Linked DNA regions of Danio rerio: region 1 is linked to region 2. Evidence: chromatin contacts called from public Micro-C data. All regions are on one chromosome and are shown on one strand. Each heading gives the region's core, a stretch centred on a gene start, on an enhancer-like site or on the middle of the called end of the contact. The rest is flanking DNA. Distances are from core to core; before and after follow the strand shown.

Region 1 (6,284 bases), core at 2,080-4,579, 140 kb after region 2:
AACGTAAAATATTGCATTCATGCATACACTCTAAAAATGATTGGTTGCCATAACCCAATGTTGGGTCAAATATGGACAAATTCGACCAATGTTGGTTTATTTTTTCATTTCAATTTAAATGACACTTTTTAATGCAATATTTGGGTTTGCCATGTTTTGCCCAGTGTTGTGCTACAATGCTAATCAAGCCAGCATTTTTATGTGAATATACATTCAGTTTGTATTTATATGTGCATATTAAATACACAAATTTATTATGTAAGCACAATTATTTTGTAAGGACATTTTGAAGGCAAGTGACAATGATTTCATAGTTTGTAATAGTGTGTATATAGTCTGTAAATACTTTGTAACTTTAAAAAAGCATTTTTAAAACAAAATACAAAAATTTATAAATTCTAAAACATTTTACTGATAACAAAAAAACAAGATAAATCCTGCTCTTTTTTGTAGCAATATTTAAAAAAAAATATTAATATAAAAGTGCTTAAAAGGCGACGCTTATTTCAATTATTAAAAACTTTTATTACTACTAATATTTAGTAATACAAATGACTAAATTACTAACTCAAATGTCTAAAACTTAATATTGAGATACACATAAATAAACAACTTATATGTGTTGAATTTAAGCAAACTAAATTAAATTTAGTAATGTTTAATTTAGGTGAAGCAGTAGCACAGTAGGTAGTGCGGTCGCCTCACAGCAAGAAGGTTGCTGGTTCGAGCCTCGGCTGGTCCAGTTGGCGTTTCTGTGTGGAGTTTGCATGTTCTCCCTGCGTTTGTGTGGGTTTCCTCAGGCTGGAAGGGCATCCGCTGGGTAAAACATATGCTGGATAAGTTGGCGGTTAATTCCTCTGTGGCGACCCCAGTTTAATAAAGGGACTACGCCGAAAAGAAAATGAAGGAATGGATAAATCTTTTATTTAATTTGTTTATTTAAATGAAGTATATGCACTTGTACTTTTAATTTCAGTCAGCCAGCCTCAGCGCTTCCGGTGAACCGATCTTGCCATTACAAAATCACCACGTTTAAGATCTGATTTCTTTAAAAATCTGTGCTCTTCATTGCCTCATTGATATTAGATATGAAGTTGGTCTCAGACACAAGAAGCACATGAGTCCGAGGCTCGAACCCGGGTCGCTAGTGTAGTAGTCCAGTGGTTTAACGATCAGCCACAGGGAGAGTTGGTGAACCCACTTGCTAAGGCACAAGGTCTAGTTCAAACAAAGGTGTTTATTAAGGAAATCCAAAATCATCAAGAAAAAGCCGCCAGGCAAAAACATAGGAACTTCAAAAGCTAAACAGTTAACAAACATAAAGTTCTCCGTAGAGCAACTGGAGCCAAAAAATACAAAAGGTAATAGCAAGAGGACTTACGGCAACAGCAGTAGCACATCAAACTCAAAAACCAAGTGACAAGTGAAGACAAGAGTCTAGAATATATAGGCTAGTCTAACAAGAAACAGCTGAACCAAATTAACACAAATGAACCACAAACAGAAACACTGGGGAAAATGGCGACATCTTGTGGAGAAAACAAACAATAGCTCAGAATATGACAATCTATTAACATTTTAAACATTTATTTTACCCCATTATTTTCAATGGAGTTTCTGTGCTAGTCTGCTGCTACTGACGATGTTAAAGTTTACTCAGTTAAAGTATCTCATTTTATACTTGAACAACTAAATGAATGCTTAAGTTTATTTAACTGATTGTATTTTAATTACATTGTGATGTCTGTGCTGTAAAAAGAACATTATAGAATTGAAAACAGTCACATTAACCTTTCACCAGAAGTGAAAATTAAATGAAATTTAGAAGTGAAATTAAATGATTTGTTTATGAGTTGTTTACATTTTAGGACTTTTTATTTAAAAAACAAAAAAAAAAGTTTTATCTACAAAGTTGAACTCTAGCTTGGCTCTATAAGGTTCTTTCTGTTAGCCAATCAGCATTTTTAATGCTTGCTCGAGGACCAATCAGGATCAGCTTTCTTTGTCATTTAGCCGGACTGCTCCATTGACAGTCGACGAAAGAATGCCGTACCACACAAAATTGAGATGTATATAAATTTGATGATTTAAAAGCATTTCTCAACATTGAGATCCATTTGATTTATTTTCTTTTTCGCTTAGTACCTTTATTAATCTGGGGTCGCCACAGCGGAATGAACCGCCAACTTATCCAGCACACGTTTTACGCAGCGGATGCTCTTCCAGCTGCAACCCATCACTGGGAAACACCCATACACACTCAATTATTATTATTATTATTAGTCATGGGGAATATAATTCAATAAATTTAACTCAAAAATTCATATTAAGCATAAAATCTAATAAACATTAACATATTAATTAAATAAAGTTAACAGCTGCATTGAAAAAAAATATTTAGCACAGCCTTGTATTCTTAATTTGAACAAGAAAAAATATTCAATCAAATATTTTTTGATTGAATTGCTTAAAAAAGTGATATTTCAGTGAATGATCTGCCAAATAGAACCTTATAATTCCAAGAAGGTTTCAGAATTAGAAGGTTCTATCTGCATTTACCCTGTTTTTTTACTCTAATTTGCAAATGTAAGAGAACTTTGATAATTTACATTTAGAGAAAACTCAGGGTCTCTGTCATGGTAATGTATGAAAGAAAACTGTTATACATGTATTGTTTGCTATATGGAATGCAAAAACTTTGAAGCTCAATATCTCAAAATAATTTATAACGCAGACAGAACCTTATAATTCCAAGGTGATGATGTGTTTGCTTAAATTCAGCTGAATAAATAGTTTACAACCACTTAACTTGAAGTAAATCCAAGCAATCATCTTTAAGTCTTTTTTTTCATAATTGAAAATCACAGCCTAATTATTCCTTTAAATCTCTGAGTTTGTATAAAGTTTATTCTTCTGCCTCATTTACCTGGGGCATCCTTTTAAAATTGATTTGTTGTTATTTTATCTCAAATGGATTGCGTTGAGTTTTTCATGTTTCATCGTCTGTCTCTCCATCTTCTCATGCCTCCGTCTGGCCTGTGATCTCCAAAGCGTCTGTTTTGTTCCTCCTTTAATGTGGCGCTCTGAAAGAAACATGAGTTGAGTGCAGGTTTGGGTCCCTGCGGCGGCTCTGCAGCAGAAACAAACACGATTTATTTGAGCTCAGACTGTATGATGACTCTGGATGGCAGGCGTTTGCTTCTGTTCCTGCGGTCGTGACGATGTCGCACGTTGGGAGAAAGACAGATGTGTGTTAATGAGGGGAAACGATGGGTAACCCACTAACCTCAGTGCAACCCGTCACTGAGTGAAACAGCGCACAAAAAGCGCTCTGTGGGACTGTTTAGTATTCAGAGAGAGAGCTTGTTTAGGACACAGAGCTGCTCTGTCATGGAAAAAAAAGACCATTTAGAAAGAAACAATAGAAAAGCAGAAGAAGAAAGAGTGTTTAGATAGTGTGTGTGTGTGTGTGTGTGTGTGTGTGTGTGTGTGTGTGTGTGTGTGTGTGTGTGTGTGTGTGCGTGCTGAATTTAGAGAAATATGAGTGTGTGTCATTCTTTAATTTTCATTCTAGTTAGTCTCTGATTTATCAGGGTTCTCCACAGCGGAATGAACCGCCAACTATTCCAGCAAATGTTTTACACAATAGATGCCCTTCCAGCCACTACCCAGTACTGAGAAACACTTGTACACTCTTACATTCACACACACACTCATACACTACGGTCAATTTAGCTTATGCAAAACACCTTCAGCGCATGTGTTTGGGCTTTGGGAGAAACCGGAGCACCCGGAGGAAACCCACGCCAACAAAGGGAGAACATGCAAACTCCACACAAAAATGCCAGCTGGCCCAGCCAGGATTCGAACCAGCAACCTTCTTGCTGTGAGACAACAGTGCTAACCACTGAGCCACCGTGCCGCCTGACAGAAGAAATATCATTCAGAAAATCTGAAAATAAATGCTAAATAAATAAGTTAAAACATTGTAAGTCAAAATGTATAATGAGGAGAAATATTAATGTAAAATTATACTCACTAAAAACATTCGTGCTGCGTTAATTTTTTAGTTTAATCAATTAAAAAATTCTATTTATCTCAACTTACATCATTTAAACTGATTAAAAATTCATCATTCTTTTTCTTTTCGGTTTAGTCGCTTTATTAATCAGGGGTCACCACTGCGGAATGAACCGCCAACTTATCTAGCATATGTTTTATGCAGCTGCAACCCATCACTAGGAAACATCCATACACACTCATTTACACACAAACACTCATACACTACAGCCTATTTAGCCTACCCAATTCACCTACAGCGCATGTTTTTGTACCTGTGGGGGAAACCGGAGCACCTGAAGTAAACCCACACCAACACGGGGAAAACATGCAAACTCCACACAGAAACGGCAACTGACCCAGAGCCGAGGCTCAAACCAGTGACTTTCCTGCTGTGAATGTATAAATGTAAAATATTAGATTGAACGCTGATTAACTTAATAAAGTAAATTAAAGCAACATGAAAAAATTTGTTGTGATGATTTGTTTTTGTCATCACAGTTTTTACAGGGCATAAAAAGTATGTTAAAACTTCGATTAATTTGAGTTTTGTCAAACTATTTATATAATTTTTTTTATTAAAAAAACTGCAAGTGAAAAAAAGATGTGTGAGATCTTAAATGGTGCTCAGTTTGTATGCAAAAATATATAATAATAGTAATAATAATAATAATAATAATAATAATAATAATAATAATAAATCAAATCTCTCAGCAATAATTTTACTTGTTCCATTTGCATTACTTAAATATATATAATTACAGTTGAAGTCAGAATTATTAACCCCCCTATTTTTTTCCCCCTAATTTCTGTCATGGAGAGATTTTTTTAACACATTTATAAACATAATAGTTTTAATAATTCATTTCTAATAACTGATTTATTTTATCTTTATCATGATGACAGTAAATAATATTTGACTAGATATTTTTCAAAACACTTCTATACAGCTTAAAGTGACATTTCAAGGCTTAACTAGGTTAAGTAGGCAGGTTAGGGTAAATAGGCAAGTTCTTGTATAACGATGGTTTGTTCTGTAGACTATCAAAAAAAATATACATAGCTTAAAGGGGCTAATAATTTTGACCTTAAAATGGCTTTAACAAAATAAAAACTGCTTTTATTCTAGCCAAAATAAAACAAAAAAGACTTTCTCTAGGAGAAAAAAAATTATCAGACATACTCTGAAAATTTCCTCGCTCTTATAACATTATTTGGGAAATATTTTTAAAAATAGGAATAATTCAAAGGAAGGCTAATAATTCTGACTTTAACTGTATATATTGCATAACATATGCTTCTTCCTATTCCTTTTAAAATATTTTTGTATTGAGTTGTATTATTTGCTTTGCCTAATAATTACAATTTTTATTCTTAAATTTTAATGTTTTTAAATTTTAATATATTTTACATTTTATTTAATTTAATTTTATGGTAATGCTTCAAGATAATCCTTTATTTAATGCATTTGCTCACATGAACAAAGGATTAGTAATACATTTATTACGGTATTTATTAATATTTGTTAATGTTATTTAGTAGCATTTAAGTTAAATGACGGTAGTTAATGTGCTGTAATTAATGTTAATATGCACAACTTTGGATTTTAAGAATGTTAATGTTGAACTATGATAATTAAATGACTTACAAGGTTATTCATACTTAGTTAATGTTACTAAATACATTAACTAACATTAACTAATGAACCAATATTCTAAAGTGACCTATTTTATTTTATTTTCATTTATTCATTTTCGTTTCCAAGACTTATCCAAAACTCCCAACTTATCTAGCACATGTTTTACGCAATGGATGCCCTTCCATCTGCAACCCAACACTGGGAAACACCCCCACACTCTTGCACACACAGTCATACACTACGGCAAATTAAGCTTATTCAATTCACCTGTACCGCATTTGTTTGGACTAGGGGGGAAACCGGAGCACCTGGAGGAAACCCATGCCAACACGGGGAGAACATGCAAATTTTTTATTTGCACATGTTTGAAATAAAGTGCGTCTAAAATCTGAGTAATACAAGATGTTGCAAGGTATGTTCTTGCATTCAAAGTTTTATGTGCTTGCGGCTTGTGTTTGCAATGCATGTGTGTGTGAAAGTGCAGCAAGCTTTTAGGGTATTTGAGCTAATGAAAGCCTCGTGTGCACAGATGTCCCTCTCTGAGACCTGCGGAGGCCGTAATCCTGCACCCTGGCAGCGTTTCCAC
Region 2 (5,994 bases), core at 2,291-4,790:
TAAACACCCCCTGAAGTTTAAGAACTTGTTAACCTGGTTAAAAACAACTTTTTCAATGATTTTGCCAATGAAAGGGAGATTTGAGATTGGCCTGTAATTGCTCAATAGGGTGTTATCCAGGTTGCTCTTCTTCAAGAGGGGTTTAACAACTGCAGTTTTAAGTGAGGTTGGAAAAATCCCTGAGAGAAGTGAAGCATTTACCACTTTTAGAAGATCCATTTCTAAACAGGTAAACACCGTTTTGAAGAATGATGTGGGGAGCGTGTCAAGACTGCAGGTTGATGTTTTCATAACTTGCACAATTTCTTCTAAGATTTTGCTGTTAATTGCCATAAAATCAGACATAATGTCAGATTTCTTAAGTTGTGGTCGAGCTTGTTTGATATCGACACAACTTGGCTGATTGGATGAGCTGATTGCCTTTCTGATATTATTGATCTTATCAGTGAAGAAATGAGCAAACTCATTACATTTGCTCACTTGGAATCCGACTGGGGGGGTTTGTGAGTCTCTCTATCGTTGCAAAGAGTGTGCGAGCATTATTTAAGTTGCTGTTTATAAGACTTGAAAAGAAAGTCTGTCTAGCAGTGTTTAGTTCCATATTAAAGGCATGAAGACTGTCTTTATAGATATTATAATGGACTACTAGTTTCGTCTTTCTCCACATACGCTCAGCTTTTCTGCACTGTCTTTTCATCATTTGTACTCTAGGTGACCTTGTCCAAGATCCCTTTTGCCTGCCAGTCATCTTCTTGACTTTAACAGGAGCGATGTCATTTATGACATTCTCAATTTTAGAATTGAACAAATCAAGGAGAGAATCAACAGAATCTGCAGATATACTTGGTGCTAGCGATATGGCCTTCATAAACTGCTCACTGGTGTTCTCATTTATGCATCTCTTTCTGACAGAGACAGATCTGTCTTTAATAGCTGGAGTGATCAATATATCAAAAAAGATACAGAAATGATCAGATAGTGCCACATCCTTAACAACAGTTGATGAAATGTGTAAACCCTTAGTTATAAGTAGATCAAGAGTGTGTCCACGATTGTGTGTGGGTCCTTGAACATGCTGAGTCAGATCAAAAGTGTTAAAAACAGTCATCAGTTCTTTTACAGCATTGATTTCTGGATTATCTATATGAATATTAAAATCCCCAGCAATACTAAAATAATCAAATTCAGAGGTTCCAATTGATAACAGCTCTGTAAAATCCTCAATAAAAGCTGGAGAATATTTTGGAGGTCTGTAGATAATGATCAGTAAGATGCATGGAGACCCTTTTAGTGCTATACTCAGATATTCAAAAGAAAAATAGTCACCAAATCACACTTGTTTACACTCATACACATCTTTAAACAGGGGAGCGATGCCTCCACCTCTCCTACTAACTCTGCAAACACTCAAAAAGTCAAAGTTTAAAGGAGCTGCTTCATTCAGAACTGCTGCGCTACAGCTGTCATCTAGCCAAGTTTCATTTAAAAGCATAAAATCAAGGCAATTTGTGTTGATAAAATCATTGACTAAAAGAGAGTTATTGTTGAGTGATCTGATGTTTAAAAGCGCTAACTTAACAGTTTTAGCTTTTTTTTCTATAGTAGTCTCAGATCTACATTTAATAGACACCAGATTTGAATGATTTGCTATACGGCCTGATGAAGTCTTTGGTTTTCTGTCACTTTCTGTCATTATCAGACATACTGTGAAAATTTTCTTGCTCTGCTAAACATCATTTGGGAAATATTTAAAAAAAACAAAAAAATTCAAAAGGGGGCTAATAATTCTGACTTCAATATGCAAAAACATTAGGCATGTGTTTATGCTCACATTCATCATGGGGGCTTAGTTGCAACATTCATTTTCCTTCGGCTTAGTCCTTTTTTACCCGCAGGGGTCGACACAGCGGAATGAACCACCCAGTCGCAATAACAAGAAAAAAAAAACATTTTGAATATTAACTATTTTTTCTCCATGTTAAAACACTGCAACAAAATATCAAATTATCATAAAATATGTACCTATGATCAAAATGACAAATTTTTTAAAAAGTGTGTAATCTAATAAATTACATGCACATTTTATGTAACCTGTAACAGACCACAATTTCTATGTACATAACCAGATGGACTCCAGTGCTCAGCATAATTAAGATTGAGTACAGCCCTATTTGAAAATTTATATATTTTTTTCATTTCTCAGTGAAAATACGTAATGTATTTTGATGCATTTAAACAAAACAGATTTATTAAACAGATATTTTTATTAAAGTAATATTTAGTCTCCAAACATATTTAAAATTCGAAAGATAATGCAATTCAGTTTAAGCAAAATATTGCAAAAAAAAAAAAAAAAAGATTACAACCTACAAAATTTCAACAAAATTTTTCCTTTTTTATTTTTTTGCTTCTCTGGATTTTTTGCCTCACAGCAAGAAGGTTGCTGGTTCGAGTCCCAGCTGGGTCAGTTAGCAATTCTGTGTTGGAGTTTGCACGTTCTCCCCGTGTTTGCGTGACTTTCCTTTGGGTGCTCCGGTTTCTCCCACAGTCCAAAGACATGCTCTATAGGTGTATTGGATAAGCTAAATATTCCGTATGAGTGTGAATGAGTCTGTGCATCCCCTGGAGAAAAAAAAAATGCTGGATAAGTTGGTGGTTTATTCAACTGTGGTGACCCCAGATTAATAAAAGGACTAAAAGGAAAAGAAAATGAATGAATGAATGAATGAATGAATGAATGAATGAATGAATGAATGAACATACAGCTTTTGTCCAAAGCAACTTACAATTGAGGCATTTGGCAAGTTATACAAAGTAACTTGTTTGTGCTCAGATAATTTAGCGCTAGAGTTTGTTTTTCTTTTCCTTTTTAGAGAGAGAGAGAGAGAGAGAGAGAGTTTTTTTCCTGAAATGTGTATTCTGATCTATTATTTTTATATATATATATATATATATATATATATATATATATATATATATATATATATATATATATATATATATATATATATATATATATATATATATATATATATATATCATATTATTCATTTATATCAATAAAAATAATAATCAGAAAGCTGCCTTCCTGCGATGGTACCACAAGGTGGTGCTCACTCCCCGATAGAGGTAAGAGGGTCTGTGTAAGCATTAGCAAGCATCAATGATTCAAGCCTCGACCAGTTGTTCAATACTTTTAGGATGAGCTTGAGGAAGGTTTTGAAATACATCAAATGCCTACTGTAGTTGCCTACTGTTATTTAATTTTGTAAACTTAACAATAGGTTTTTTAAATATAAATAAGTAAATGAATGAATAAGTAAATACATTAACGAAAGCATTGCTGTTCTTTTATCGTACTTAAATTTATTTAGGCCTGTCACTTTCTGATGAAACGCTACTAAAATCCTCGCTCGCGCGTTCACTTGTCTGCGCGTTCGCGTGCCGCCCTCCCCACCCCGGACGCGCGAGTCTGCGTGTAGTGAGCGCTCGAGAGAGTATTTCCACTGCACGAGAGAGTGATTTACAACAGAGGCAAACCGCAGAGAGGGAAAGACACTCATATCAGCACAACCGGAGCAGTTTTCAATGAATTACCCAGCAGCAACATGCGCTTCGCAGCCACGCCTGCCCTGAACAACACCGCAAACTAGGATACAAGGTATGACAACAACAAATCATACGCGATTTAAACGCGAACTTGTCCCGTAAACAAACTGTTCTCTCAAAGACGCGGCTTTCATCCTCTGAGAGGCTTTTTCATCCTGTGGATCTCAGTATGATGGTGCTTGATGCTTTTCTCGAGGCTTTAAAAGTCTGTCAATGTGAGTCAAAGGCAGGTGGAATAACTTGCTTTTATTTTAAATGCTTAATTTAGTATTTATTTATTTGCATTTGTGTGATGAGCTAGTTATCAGAGTGCTGTGCATTTGGCAGTGATGCATTCAGTCTTTACATTAAGGATACTATAGTGTGCATGCATATGCTGTAGTCTGCATGGATGTTGCAGGACTGTTTTGGTCATAACATTATGTGGGTTATGTTTTGCACATGCGGTGTCTTGGAGCACTTGTTTGTTCATTTTATTTCATTTAGTTAATTTATTTCCTATAAAGAAAGCATCTGATTGTGAATCTGCTGTCATATTTTCCATTATATGATCATAAATCCTACACTGCGGGATTGGTTTGTGTTTGTTTTGTGATGTTGGAGGTAAATGTTTGGTTACATAAACGGGACGCATTTCCTGCGTGACCTTCATTTGATGATTGTTTTAAATGTTGATTCGGATATTGGCGAGCAAGTATGTAGTACTGAGGTTTAACCAGTGTAAATGTCAGGGATGTGATAGCGGGCACTTTATTGCTCGGGACCTGACGGGGATGCACCATGCAGGCGGGGTTTCCTCGGTTTTTCTGCAGATGGAGGTTCCCTTCTCATCCCCCTCCCCTTTAAAATAGCACTGGTGTTTGTTCAGAATGAAACTCCATAGTTTGTGCTGCCTCATTTTTTAATGGGGTGAATTATTTTTATTGTAATGCACATTAAAGTCATTGTTAAATTGTCAAACATTGATTTATTTGGGCTTTGTAAGAAATCTTAGAATGAGAGTGTGAGCAGTAAACAGAGAAAGTGAGGGGAGCGGCCAGTGCTTTTCTTAACCAATGAGAAACTGGATCTGCCTTTCAATCATCTTTTGCTGACATCAGATTGGCTGATGTGTGCAGAGGGCGTGTCTTTGAAGTTAGCGAAAATTCACGCCCATAAACAATTTAAAAAATGAAATTAAGGATGTAAAATTCACGATGTTGCAGTTTTAATTATAGAATTGTCATTTATTTCACATGTGCTTTTAGATTTTTAATTCAGTTTTGTGTAATATATCCCTGAATGTACGTGAAAAAGTGGTTGTAAAAAGAAAAATCACAGGTGATATTATAAAAGCAGCCTCTCGTTTCCAAAAATCCAGTCAGTTTCCGCACCTTTAAGGCACCCAAGCTCAAATCAAGTCAGTTTTATTGTCAAATATGCTGAACATTCTTGATATACAGCACAGATGGTGGTGAAAATGACTTTTTCCACATGCTCCACATGGAATCAAACTGTATAATCTTTATAATGTTAGTCTTGAGGTGAACAATTAATCAGTACAAGTTAATCGACTGATTCAATCTTTAAAAGGCACCTATGATGAAAATCATCTTTTGTAAGCTGTTTGGACAGGACTCTGTGTAGGTATAGTGTGTCCACAGTCATATTGGGGTGATGGAAACTCAATAACTTTTTAATTAAAATTACCTAATGTTAAAATAGGATCCAAATCCCTCTCATTTTGAGGCCCACTGCAACGTGACGTAGAAGTGCAGTTTCCCCGCCCACCGAAATGATTGACAGCTGCGTATTAACATGTCTCAGTAGTAGCACGTACGATCATATCAACAAGACAGGACGTGCGCAATGCAACTGGGATTAAAAGATCTGTTCAGCACTCTGTGATCATCAATCATTATCAAATGTGATCAAGAATAAGCCTTAAAAGTTAAAACGCATGTAAATCAGTGAATGTTTGTAATGAATTACAGCAATTTTACTGTCTTTACTTTATCACCACAGCCACATGTCAATACAATTATAAAGGACGCTTCAATCTTGGTTTGAGGATGTTAAATCAGGTTTACTTTGTACATTAACATAACGAATATCCATACAGCAGTGGATATTAACTTGTATCCTGTCACATTTGCCCTGCAAAAACAGTGCAAAGTTAAATGTGCGCGCTGTGTGTGTGTATTTGTGTATTTGTGTGTGCGTGAACTTTGTAACAACATTGTGCGTGACACATCGAAAGGCTTGAATTAACTCCACAACAAATACATCAAATAATCATTGGGAAAATTCTTACTGTAGTATTTTTAACAAATGTTACATGAGATCAGCTTCTTTCATGTCTGTCACTGTGCTGCTTATCTGACGCAGCCAGAGACTGAGGCACAC

The links. Hi-C and Micro-C count contacts between places; a contact is called where the count stands out from the background.
Region 1: a Micro-C map of caudal fin shows a contact between it and region 2, with 9 times the contacts expected there. The contact joins the enhancer-like site here to the promoter of slc8a2b in region 2. A contact is called at or near these places in 3 of 18 Hi-C or Micro-C datasets (caudal fin, hematopoietic stem cells and an unstated tissue).

Annotation. Positions count from the first base shown.
Region 1 is chr15:45,617,177-45,623,460 of GRCz12tu, forward strand. All of the region lies in intron 1 of slc8a2b (solute carrier family 8 member 2b), which reads left to right. Among named protein-coding and RNA genes, the nearest start is that of acsl3a, 95 kb to the right of the region's middle. Within about 2 kb of position 3,330, at least 3 of the 62 cell types and tissues checked have an H3K27ac peak or open chromatin away from gene starts, as enhancers often do.
Region 2 is chr15:45,472,938-45,478,931 of GRCz12tu, forward strand. slc8a2b (solute carrier family 8 member 2b) reads left to right here and starts at 3,541. Exons shown (of 12, transcript NM_001123284.1): 1 at 3,541-3,661.